Regions from separate parts of the Mus musculus genome. Here all the other regions are linked to region 2. Evidence: chromatin contacts called from public HiCAR-type and promoter capture Hi-C data. All regions are on one chromosome and are shown on one strand. The core of a region is the stretch at or near the end of the contact, and the rest is flanking DNA. Distances in the headings are between cores, read along the strand shown. Region 1 holds the start of Vash2 (vasohibin 2). Region 2 has its middle 26 kb from the start of Nenf. Region 3 holds the start of Dtl (denticleless E3 ubiquitin protein ligase).

Region 1 (3,724 bases), core at 638-3,137, 310 kb before region 2:
CCAGGGCTGCCCGAGTTCAAGAGCAAGGATTATTACTGCTGATACTCCCACAGACAAGCTTCTAGCGCAGGTAAGCTCCTATCCTTTGGACAGAATAAACTCCCTGCCTAGCAAAGTAATAAAACACGATGAAGCAGGAAGCAGAGAACATCCTCCACTTCCCCAAGGACACACACAGCCTTCTGGCCTGCAGGCTTGCATGCTCAGCTGTCGCCAGCCAGGACCGGGACTGACTGCTGCCATGTCTCTGGGATATGTGATTCCTGCACCTCTCAGGAGTCCTGCTCAGCAAACGGGATCCCTGGGGTCCAGGGAAGCCACCTCCATGGCCACACTCCAGGTTTTCATTTTATATAACACGACACTCCCACCAGAGAACATGTCTCTCTGTAACCATATCCTTGGCCACTGAGCTCAGTTGCTCCCTGGCTGCTCTCCCGAGTAAAAAAGAGAGGGTCACTTGGTGTCTCCCTTTACTCCAGAGACTAATTCATCCAGTGTCCTGGAAAGTCCCTTTAAGCCACAGCCAAATGCTTCATTGGCGCCAGATTAAGCTGGTAAGGGACAGGTCACTGTTCTCTGTAAGCTTCAGAGGTAAAAATCAAAAATCACTGTCATAAAAGGATAGGAAGAGTGTGATGATGAAGATGAAGATGGTTAGCAAAAACTCTAGGAATGATTCACACTGAGAAGTCTGGCTGATTGATTACAAATTCACTCCATAAGTCATTTGCTAGGGAGACCTGGGGGTGGGGGGGGAGGTAAAACACTCACGGAGGGCAGATAGGGTGGACCCTGGGGTTCTATGCTTTCTTGGAGTGGTTGGTGTTGACCTGGTGACATTAGCTTTTGATGAAGATATTACAGGAGCTGAATACATAATGGATTTGGCTCAGCCCAACCTCAGAGCTTAGCCAGCAAGCCCCCTGCCTGCTCCTCTTGGCAGCAGAACAGGACTCAGTAGCTGGACACGAGGTCTCTTCTCCCTGCCCTGCCAAGGATGGGCTGAGCAGGTCCCATCCCTGCCAACCCGCCCATCCCATCCCACCCTTTCCAGCGAAGCCACTGACCTTAGCCAGGAAGGCAGCGTTTCTGATGGCGCCTACCATCTCTCCCCCTCTGGGGTGGACCTTGGCAACGTGCAGCCACATCCGCTCCCAGGTGTGGCTATCGATCGGGAACCCGCTCTTGTTCACGTGGAACAGCACCCCGCCGTCTTTGTCCTCCTCCTCGGAGCCCCCGCTGGTGGCGAGGCTCACGGGCCGCGCGTGGCTGCTCCGGGATCGGGTGCCTTTGGTGATTTTGGGGTGGGGGCAGCGGTGAGTGTCGGCGGCAGAGCCGGTCATGATGAGGGGCACACGGCAAGGGGGCGGAGGACGCCGGCACGCCGGGGATCAGGGCCCCGCGGGAGGTTGGGGTGGCCTTTAACTCTCGCGGCCGTAGGACACACGAAGGGAACCCCGCTCACCGACCGGGCCTGAAAGCAGTGGAAACAGCAGACACTGCAGCTCAATAAGACAGGCATGGGGGTTCCCGCCTCGCTGCCCCAGACCCACCCTTCAGGACTAACGCGAGCTTCCAGCCCCGCCGATTACCTAGCAAGGCGGCTGGAAAGACGCCACGAAGCCTCACACCCAGCTGCACTCGGGGATGGGGAGGCATGCAAGGAGCGCGGGGTGAGGAGGGGACGGGGTAGGAAAAAGCAAGACAGCTGTGTAGCAAGAAGACTCGAGGGTCCCCTCCAGCTTCACGCATCCCTGGGTCCCCAGATGTGGTGGACTGCCACGGTCCCACAGCGAGCGGGCACGTGAGCGCCCGGGGTTGGCGCGAGGGAGCCGCAGCAGCCTCTGCTTGTTAGGGAGGCCTGGCGTCTTCCCGGAAGCCCCCCGAACCCTGGCGCGAGAGGGGCGGCTCCAGCCGGGGTTCCCGGGCAAGCGCAGCGCCGCCCCCTTCCCGCGGGTCCCGCGCGGGCACCGCGAGTGGCAGCTGCGGGCCGCCACGACGCGCGCGGGGCCCGGGGACCCACCTCGGGCCGGCCTCATTGCTGCAGAAGGCTGTTGGGGTTGAGGCGGTCGTCGCCTCATTCCATGTCCCATTCTCGAATGTTATTCTGTGACATATAACTGAGTCACCCGGGCAGCCGCCGATGTTCCGAATGCGGCCATTGGACACCGCAACAAAGAGGGGCGGGTCCCGAGCTTGGGACTCTACAACCCGGAGCTCTGCGTCTCTGCGATTGGTTCCAGGGTTCCCGGGCGGGAGGGGATACGAGTTAGGGAAGCTGGGCTGCCACGCGAAATCCGATGCTGCAGTATCCTGGGAGCCCCGCGGAGCTGGAGCGACTGTCCAGGGACTAAGATCCAGTTTCCCTCGGGCAGAGGCGCAGCAGCTAAGCTCCGGAGATGAGATAAGGAAGTAGTGGGCCTGGTGGAGCAGTGTTGGTCGAGGAGCTGGGCACAGTGACTACACAGGGCTCTGGGTGGCTCTAGGAAAGGCCAACTTTAATACTTATTTAAATTCTCCATTACAAGTTTCTCCCCAGATTAACAAGTGTGTACAGCCCTGAATCCTCTATTAGTAGATGTGGATAACAAGGTTCTTCAACCCAAGCTGCTGTGAGAGGCAATTCGAGCCCCTTCTGTTCTGTAGTCACTGTAGAGGGATGCTTGAAGCCAAGGGAGTGGCCTTCCCACAGCTTCTCCTCCTCTTCTTTGTCGTCGTCTTCCTCTTTGTCGTCTTCTCCTCCTCCTCCTCCTCCTCCTCCTCCTCCTCCTCCTCCTCCTCCTCTTCCTTCCTTCCTTCCTTCCTTCCTTCCCTTCTTCTTCTTCTTCTTCTTCTTCTTCTTCTTCTTCTTCTTCTTCTTCTTCTTCTTCTTCTTCCTTCTATCTCTCTCTCTCTCTTTCCCTCTCTCTCTCCCCCTCCCTCCCCCCCAGCCCGTGTGTGTGTGTGTGTGTGTGTGTGTGTGGTGTGTGGTGTGTGTGTGGTGTGGTGTGTGTGTGTGTGTGTGTGTGTGTGTGTGTGTGTTTATACGTGAGGCTGGAGTATTGGGTTCAGCGAGTTAAGATCACTGTCTTTAAGGAAGACCAGCACTTTGGGTTCAGCACCCGTTCTCAGCTTCAGGAGGATCACACAAGTTGGGCCTCCTGGGCACCTGCGCTCTCATGTTTGTGCTGACTCTGACATATATGCAAAGACATGTAATTTAAAAATATTAGAAATAAATATTTTTAAACCTTTTACATTTTGCATTTGTCGTGTGTAAGTGTGCAGGTGTACGGATTTGGAGAGCGTGTGTAAGTATGTAGGTGTACGTGTGGAGTGTGTGTGTGTGTGTGTGTGTGTGTGTGTGTGTGTGTCGAGATCAGAGGACAAAGTACTGGTGGCCATTCTCTCATTATACCACATAGGTTCCAGGGGTCAAACTCAGGACCTCGGGCTTGGTGACCAGCCAGTAACCACTGAGCCATCTCACCAGCCCAAAGTACCTTTTTCTTAGTGATAGTGTCTTCCTTCTTGCTTCCTCCATCCCACCCTCCCTCTCTCACTTCCTCTCTCTCTTACTTTTATTTTGAGAAAGAGCAAGCCAAAGTGGAAGAAGCCACAGACTGCTGACCCTGAGGTCCAATAAGTCTAGGTTTGTCTCTTGCTGAGTTGTGTATCCCAGGACACACAGTTCATCTGCTCTGTGAGGAAAACCAGAGCCCCTTTGGCTCTTAGGTCATGT
Region 2 (3,842 bases), core at 824-3,323:
ATCAGGAAGTGGAGAAATCGCATCTTCAACAGTAACTACAAAGCAAGAAGAGCACACTGCGAGTGAGGTTAGAAACTCCCAACACCCACTCTCTCTCACTAATGGACATCCACCAGAAAGCCTACAGGTTCCAGAGCCTCCCCAAACAGTCAAGCAACTGGGGACCAAGCATCTAAATACCTGAGCCTATGGAGGACATTTCTCCCTCAGACCACCACATTCCACATACATACCACATACCACACACACACTAATACATGCATGCATGCACATGCACACACAAAGGCACACACACACATACATGACCACATTAACAGTTACAATAAGGAATATACTGGGTAGTTCATTTATTATAACTCTTCCTTAGGAATAAAGCCAGAATGCTAGAATGTGTGACATCCTCATTGGTCGTTATGTGGAACCAGCTATCCACAGACTCTCAGGGATGGTGTGGTAAATCCTGAGGCTCTGAGCAAAGGGTCTTCTCATATTTGGTTGAGACTCGTTTAGCCTTTAAGACACCTTCAGGGCTGGTGAGATGGCTCAGTGGGTAAGAGTACCCGACTACTCTTCCAAAGGTCCAGTGTTCAAGTCCCAGCAACCACATGGTGGCTCACAACCATCCGTAACAAGATCTGACGTCCTCTTCTGGTGTGTCTGAAGACAGCTACAGTGTACTTACATATAATAAATAAATAAATCTTAAAAAAAAAAAAAAAAGACACCTTCAGGGGCCAGGGAGCACAAGAAGGGAGGCCGCTGACTCTGTGCTGACTGCCATCCTAGGGACCTAGAGTCGCAGTATCCCAGGCATCAGGTAATATCAAGACCAGACTTGGGCAGTGTCCAGCAGTATGACAGGCCAGGGGCAGGCAGGTGGCACTATGTATGTACAGGAAACATCTTGGCAAGCTGGAACAGTGTCTGTGGTGGTGCAGGTCTGTAATCCCAGCACTCCATAACCAGAGGCCAGCTCGAGCTACATAGTAGCTTTGAAACCAGCCTGGCTACACAGTGAGTAGCAAAAAGCCAGAAAACTAGAGGCTGGGGAGCTGGCTTGTCAGCCAGAACCATCTCGCTCTTGAAGAGGACAGATCCATTCCCAGCACCCATGGCAGGTGGCTCACAGCCAACTGTAACCAGTTTTCTAGGGTGTCTGATGCTCCTGGCTTCTGCAATCACCTGCACACATGTGCACATACCCCTACACATACACATAATTAAAGAAATAATAAGTCAGCCAGGTATAGTGGCCCATGTTTTTAATCCTAGCACTCAGGAGCAGAGGTAGGCAGATCTCTGTGAGTTTGAGGCCAGCCTGGTCTACATAGTGAGTTCCAGGACAGAACAGTCTAATGATCTTCTTCTTCCTCTTCCTCTTCCTCATCCTCTTCCTTCCCTCCCCCTCCTCTCCTCCTCCCCCTCCTCTCCTCCTCTTCCTCATCCTCTTCCTCCCCTCCCCCTCCTCTCCTCCTCCCCCTCCTCTCCTCCTCTTCCTCCTCCCCCTCCTCTCCTCCTCCTCCTCCTCTTTTTCCTCCTCCTCCTCCTCTTCCTCTTCCTCCTCCTTTTACTTCTTCATCCTTTTTTTATAAAGGCCAACACTAAAGAAATTAATAAATAAAAAGTGTCTGCTAGGGGCAGTTCTTCCTTTTTATAGTTCTTAAATGACCAAGATTTTTTACATTACAAAAAGCTTTCTGCTTATAATTAGACCAAATGATCATGTTATTCCACCACAGGGAAACCAGGTTTGGCCCTACACCCAGCAGCTGCTGCTACTATAGGGGCCTTTGGCCTCATGAGACCAGAGCCCCTTTCCCCATGCTAATCTCACAAGATTGCATCCAGCCCTCTCAGCTCAGGCCTGTTTCTGGCAACCACATCTGCCCTCCCTTGTCCTTCCAGGGTTTTCCAGAAATTCTTTGCCACTGTTCCTTGGCAGGAGACTACGGCATCACATGGCCAGTGACTGGTGCCTTCTGACTCACGGAATGGAAAGAAACCACACAGAGAAGCACACAGGGCCTCTGTTGCCAGCCAGGGTGACCACATGGAACGGGAGGTGATTCATCTGAGCCTGCCTGGCATTGGCACTCGAATACACTTGCCTGGAGCTGGGCAGTCAGCCCTTAAGTGATGCGTGGGGTATCCCCCTCCCAGGGCAGAGCAGCCCCTCCTAGGAGGAATAAGTGGCTCTCTGCCTCTGTCCCAAGTGGCTGACAGATGACCAAGGAGGTTGTAGGACAGCTCTGGGGACAGAGGTAATTAGATCAAGAATCAGGGTTGGGGACTTCAGAGAAGAGGTAGACAGGTGGAAGCTGAGTGTGGCTGGGGTCCTTTGCTCCAAATTCTTCATCACACCTGGTGTCTCCAACACAGAGGAGACACAGCTCACCATTCCAGAAGGAATATAATCAGTTGCTCACATAGTCCTTTTCAAGGCCAAGTGCAGAGGGGGCAGGGCACCAAGGGCAAGCGCAACTCTACGTCATTCCCCACTGGGCACCATATGACAGTCCCATTTTATGTATGAGGAAATTTTAACCAGAAATATAAAGCAGGTTGCCGCAGGTGACTGCCACCAGTGACAACTCTAACCACGTTGTGTGGTCCAGCTCTGCTGTGAGCTGCTGATGGATACAACATCCCATGCAAGCTCCACATTTCCCTTCACATACATGGTCTGACATCATCCTCAGAGCAGCACTGTAGGGAGGATGTTAGTGTTCACACAAAATGAGATCAGAAAGAACAGCAAGGCACAGGGTGTGTGATGGACAGGGTGTGTGATGGACAGGGTGTGTGATGGACAGGGTGTGTGGACAGGGTGTGTGATGGACAGGGTGTGTGATGGTTTGTATATTCTTGGGCCAGGGAGTGGCACCATTTGGAGGTGTGGCCTTGTTGGAATAGGTGTGACCTGGTTGGAGTAGGTGTGTCACTGTGGGTACGGGCTTAAGACTCTCACTCTAGTTGCCTGGAAGTCAGTCTTCCACTAGCAGCCTTTGGATGAAGATGTAGAACTCTCAGCTCTGCCTGGACCATGCCAGCCTGGATACTGCCCTGCTCCCACCTTGATGATGATGGACTGAACCCCTGAACTTGTAAGCCAGTCCCAATTAAATGTTTTTTTATAAGACTTGCCTTGGTCATGGTGTCTGTTCATAGCAATAAAACCCTAACTAAGACAGTGTGGTAGCTAGTGTTTCAATTGTGAGCCTAGCCTTTAAAGGCTGAGCTATCTCTCAGCCCCTATGGTGGCTAGTGTTCAAGTTGTGAGCCTAGCCTTTAACTGCTAAGCTATCTCTGATACCTGTGATACTTTTTAATTGTACAAATGATACAAGGTAGACTAGACTGGCAACAGTCTCAGTGAAAGATTCTTTAGATCAGATTGGCCTTGGTGGTGGTGGGACTGTCTTGATTACCTTAATGGCGGTGGAAAGACCGACCTACTGTGGCAACACTAGGCACAGTAGGCAGGGCCCTGGACAATGTAAGAGTGGAGGAAGAGAGCTGAGCAGTAAATATGTATGGATTCCTTTTCTTCACAGCTGTGGCTGGCTGCTTCGGCTTCCTGCCTTGGCCTCGTCACTGTCATGGTCTGTAACCTGGAGTTGTAAACTAAAACAAGCTCTCCCCGGAGTTGTTTGTCAGAGTACTTAACCCCAGCAACAGAAATGCAACACGTACAGAGAGCTCGAATGCTCTGGAGTTACAAAGTGAGTGCTGTGGAACCTCAGCCAGGACCTTCCTAAGCTGGAGCACCGTGGTTTGGGATGTTCCCTGCTGCCTATGGGGAAACCTGGCATGTGCTGAGCTGTAGGGAAGAGCTCTGACAA
Region 3 (4,124 bases), core at 1,575-4,074, 280 kb after region 2:
AGAGGATCAACCCCTTGACAATTCAACAGCTCCCACACATTATTTCTAAAGCTACTCTGTCTGAACAGGTTGAGGGGTTCCCTTTCCTATCACTTGCTTCACTTCCTTTCTACTTCCACAAAAGGAAGGTATTCTACTCTCCCTTCCTCATCTTACACCTTGCATTGTTGAAAGATGTGTCCATTACAAATTTTTAAATATGGGCTCAGCAGTTAAGAACACTGACCGCTCTTCCAGAAGTCCTGAGTTTAATTCCTGGCAACCACATGGTGGCTCACAACCATCTGTAATGGGATCTGATGCACTCTTCTGGTGTGTATATGAGTACAATGTACGCATATAAATAAAAATAAATAAATAAATCTTTTTTTTTTTCTTTTGGTTTTTCGAGACAGGGTTTCTCTATGTAGCTCTGGCTGTCCTTGAACTCAGAAATCCGCCTGCCTCTGCCTCCCAAGTGCTGGGATTAAAGGCATGTGCTAAATAAATAAACACACACACACACACACACAAAACCCCAAATAGAAAACTAGTGAGGTCCTAACTATGAGACAATTTGAGACCACAAGGCACCAGATACCTAAATCCATTTCTTTAAAAGATGCACTTTCAATAAAAATTTTGCTTTTTTCTTAAAACATTTTAAGAAGTTACTTAGTTTCTAACAACTGCCCACTATTAATTAACTGTGGTGATAATTCATCCTAAGGGAAACCTTTGTGACTACTGGGTACTAAAACCACAGAAAACAGCACTTTATATGCTTTTTGATGGGGCATGACAGGGTGACAAGAACTTTTAAATTACAATAGGATAAATTTGCGGAGAATTAAGATAGAAATATTCAGAAGAAAAAGCAACCATATAAAACATCGAACAGTAAGCATTTGCTCACCTTTTCAAAAACAGAGACCACGACTTCCACGTTGGTATAGTTGTTTATAGTGTCAGATGTATTTAAAAGGCTAAAATAGTATTTATCTTAAGATGCTAACTCACTATAAGGCTAAAAATTATAATTTTGCATGTTTAAAGTTTATAGTAAAAATTCTTAGATATGGATTTAAAAACTCACAAAAGTAATTATATTTCCATCTTACAAATATCGGTAGAGAAAGGAAACTAAAGGCACATTTAGAGGCTTGTTATGATCAGGGAGTAAAGTATCAGGCCCAATGGTGGGGATGGAATAGAGAAAATGGAAGACTCAGTTTGAGGTAAAGAGGCTGAATCTGTGGGGATGGAAAAAGAGATTCAAGCAGACTTAAGGGATTTCTTTTTTTTCTTTTGAAAATGTCATAATGAGGAATATGGAGTCTAAGTTTTAGCTGGGGACACCAGTTTAAAATAATGTCACTCCCAAAAATTGGGAAGAAGCCAACTCAGTTTGGGGCATTAGAATATAAGATGCTTGTATGCCTAACTGTCTAGATTAAGTTCAATACATACAGCTTTTACAGAAATTAACCCAAAACATAGGGAATGGAAGAGTGTAGCAGCAGTAGAATCCTTACTTACGGCTATAATCATTTAAGGCCCAGCAACACCGGAGGGGAAAAGAGATGCAGACTTCAGGAGGTAACAATCAATGAATGCCAGTGCCTATCACTGAACGTCTGTCTGGCTATCTGTAAGCCGGAACGACAGACTGAAAAGTGGGTAGACAGAAAATGTAGCACATAGGAAAAGAGGTGGAGTTGAAACTCAGACGCTCCGAAGACCGCTCACAACCATTGTGCAGGGCGGCCATTCCTAACACAGGGCGAAGTAACTTTTGTAAAGTTCGAGCAGAGAAAGAGGCAGAATGTAACTACAAGAGTATCCACAGAGGGAATACGACTACAAAGTTTTAGATCCGGGCAGGACCTCAAGGAGCTTTTCCTCTTCTCAACATTCTTAGGACCACTCTTCAAGGTCTTAGTTTAACAACACATCAGCCTAATCGCATCTCAGATTGCCAATGTTTTTAAGAGTACTGTAGGAGATGAGCTGGCTTTCTATATGCTAACAGGAGAACATGGCTGAATTCCACCGTGAAGAGAAAAACGAGTTTAATCCCATTTCTGGAAGTACCTCGGCATCAAGACACATTTGGAACAATACCCTTCCATCCATTACCCGTGGTCACCTCGTGGGTGTGGCTATGGGCATCTTTTAGTCTGTATTTTAGGACTTTTCAGAGCCTGCAGAGATGGGGGAGGGGACTTTGGCGCCTTAAGATTGAGTTCCTTAACTGCGGGCCATGCGCGCTGGTGCACAACGAACTTGCAGGGATCGCTAAGGTTCTGCAGAGACGGCAGGCACATCGCTGGTGCCAAAGCGTCTCCCACCCCCGACTCTCACAAGCGTGCACTCTCTAGTTAACGCGCGATATTGACGTAAGCAGCCAGGGGCCCGGGACGCCACTGAGCGTCCTAACTTCGGCCTCCGTTCCGAACTAAAAAGCTCGATTACGGTGAAAAGCGTCCGGAAGGAACCCAAGCACGATGTTCTTCGGCGGTCCTCGCTCGCCCGGATTCGCTCCGGCCGCGGGAGACCTGGAGGCCCACAGTCGGCAGCGATCCAAGGTGGAGCGCCTGGGGGGAGGTGGTTCCCGCCACGGCCAGCGGCCGTTGGGGCCGTTACTCACCGTTCCTCAGGACGCCGAGCTGCGGCTGGCGGAGTACCGAGTTGAAGAGCATCTGGGCCTGAGGAGAAGGCTCAGCTGAGGGGAACGCCGAGAAGATCGCCCCCAAGTTCCACAGGAGCCGCCGTCTGCACCCTCCACAACGCGGCGCGGTTTCGCCTCCAACTCCCGCCACTAAGAGCCCCGGCCGCCAAACTCCGCGCCAAACTGACGTCACGCTTTCTGATTGGCTCTCGTCGCAGCGTCCTGGCGCCTCGAAGGCTCGCCCCCATCCTAAGCTCCGCCTCCCTCTCGCTCAGCCGCGGGAACCCAAGGTTCACAGGCTCCCTGAGCGCCTGCGCGGGGGGGCCCAGAGAGGAACTGGCGAACCGCGGGGCGACCGAGGCGCATGCGTACACTGCCTGACAGCGCGCGGAGGGAAAAATCCGCGAGACCGCGGCGGGAGAAGATGGCGGTGCTGGGGTAGAGTTTGCAATCTTTGTGACTGGGCGAGTCGGGTAACTGTCCGGGTCATGGCGTCAAACTCAACCAAGTCGTTCCTGGCCGATGCCGGCTATGGCGAACAGGAGCTGGACGCTAATTCCGCTCTTATGGAACTGGACAAAGGTACGGAGGAGGGACGCGGGCGAAGCGTCTGGGGGGAGTGGCGCCACCTAGTGGCGGCAGCTACAGAGGCTAGAAAGGCGCATGCGCCGATGTATGGGGCGGGAAGCACGGCTGCTAGTCTTGGAGCCAGCGCTTAGGCGCATGCAGGGTTGCTGGAGTAGCCTTGCACAGTTGGAGCAGAGGCTCGTGCTTGCGAGGATGCCTTTGACCACTTGGGGGCACAGTCTCTGGTTTCCCAGGCAGCAAATAAGATAAAGTGCTGAATTTTGAGATTATTTTTTAAAACGTTCAGTGCAGGTGAAGCCTTCATTAAGAGAGCCAAATGATTTTCTGAGCGTTTTACAGCGATTTGTCTTGCGAGACTGTCAATTGCGCGTTCTAAAGCAGGTTCCATGTGGATGAGAACATCCGAAAAGCTTGGCTGAACGCGCTCATTCTCTGCACACAAGTTCCACGAGTTAGTTCCCCTTATACAGGTAGCTAAGAGAAAAAATTTTAGGGTTAGGAGTTAAATTCCAGTTCTACTAAAGTGATTATGGAATGCGGCATTATCATCTAGCCTCGATATGTCAGCAAAGTGGGCACAGTATGTCAGCTGTTGTAAATGTTAAATGGCAGTGGTATGCGAAAAGATGCCTTTATTAAAGGCTGAAGAGGGACTTTGACAGATAGCTATCCATAAAGAAGTCCTGTGTAAATGTGAGACCTTTGCTTCAGTTTCCTGCCAAGGTTTTTACACTATAGGCAATTCTTGGTTAACTGTAGCCAGTGTGTAACCTGTAGAGAACGGGACTGGAAACCAAGGATCTGTAAGTTCAAGTCTGGGGGGCAGGGTGTGCCAAGTAGGGACTGGGGGATGCTGAGAGAACCTGGAGGTCAATTAGACTTTGGC

The links. Promoter capture Hi-C pulls out the DNA fragments that hold promoters and counts their contacts. HiCAR-type assays count read pairs that join an accessible place to other places.
Region 1: a contact with region 2 is called in a promoter capture Hi-C map of hippocampal neurons, with 2.1 times the contacts expected there. The contact joins the promoter of Vash2 here to the enhancer-like site in region 2. A contact is called at or near these places in 8 of 39 promoter capture datasets (the 3T3-L1 cell line, the C10 cell line, the HPC-7 cell line and 5 more), 1 of 15 datasets of contacts at CTCF or cohesin (the NIH/3T3 cell line), 4 of 484 Hi-C or Micro-C datasets (the G1E-ER4 cell line, embryonic stem cells and liver), 6 of 115 datasets of contacts at active chromatin or transcription factors (bone marrow-derived dendritic cells, embryonic midbrain, embryonic stem cells and 2 more) and 2 of 9 other capture datasets (embryonic stem cells and pancreatic islet).
Region 3: a contact with region 2 is called in a HiCAR-type map of astrocytes, with 2.7 times the contacts expected there. The contact joins the promoter of Dtl here to the enhancer-like site in region 2. A contact is called at or near these places in 15 of 39 promoter capture datasets (the 3T3-L1 cell line, 3T3-L1-derived adipocytes, the C10 cell line and 12 more), 1 of 15 datasets of contacts at CTCF or cohesin (the NIH/3T3 cell line), 30 of 484 Hi-C or Micro-C datasets (the AML12 cell line, B cells, the C10 cell line and 22 more), 31 of 115 datasets of contacts at active chromatin or transcription factors (the 230-238 cell line, DN3 thymocytes, the HPC-7 cell line and 24 more) and 3 of 9 other capture datasets (adipose tissue, liver and pancreatic islet).

The regions. Positions count from the first base shown.
Region 1 is chr1:190,977,111-190,980,834 of GRCm38.p6, forward strand. It overlaps Vash2 (vasohibin 2), which reads right to left and starts at 1,888. Exons shown (of 8, transcript NM_144879.2): 1 at 1,596-1,888; 2 at 1,071-1,477. The coding sequence starts at 1,346.
Region 2 is chr1:191,290,553-191,294,394 of GRCm38.p6, forward strand. No RefSeq gene overlaps it. Among named protein-coding and RNA genes, the nearest start is that of Nenf, 26 kb to the right of the region's middle. Within about 2 kb of position 2,074, at least 132 of the 459 cell types and tissues checked have an H3K27ac peak or open chromatin away from gene starts, as enhancers often do. A contact at or near this core is called in the AML12 cell line, the NIH/3T3 cell line, astrocytes and 13 more, where this site is marked.
Region 3 is chr1:191,572,720-191,576,843 of GRCm38.p6, forward strand. Dtl (denticleless E3 ubiquitin protein ligase) reads right to left here and starts at 2,825. Exons shown (of 15, transcript NM_029766.3): 1 at 2,630-2,825. The coding sequence starts at 2,681. It overlaps Ints7 (integrator complex subunit 7), which reads left to right and starts at 2,917. Exons shown (of 20, transcript NM_178632.6): 1 at 2,917-3,232. The coding sequence starts at 3,139.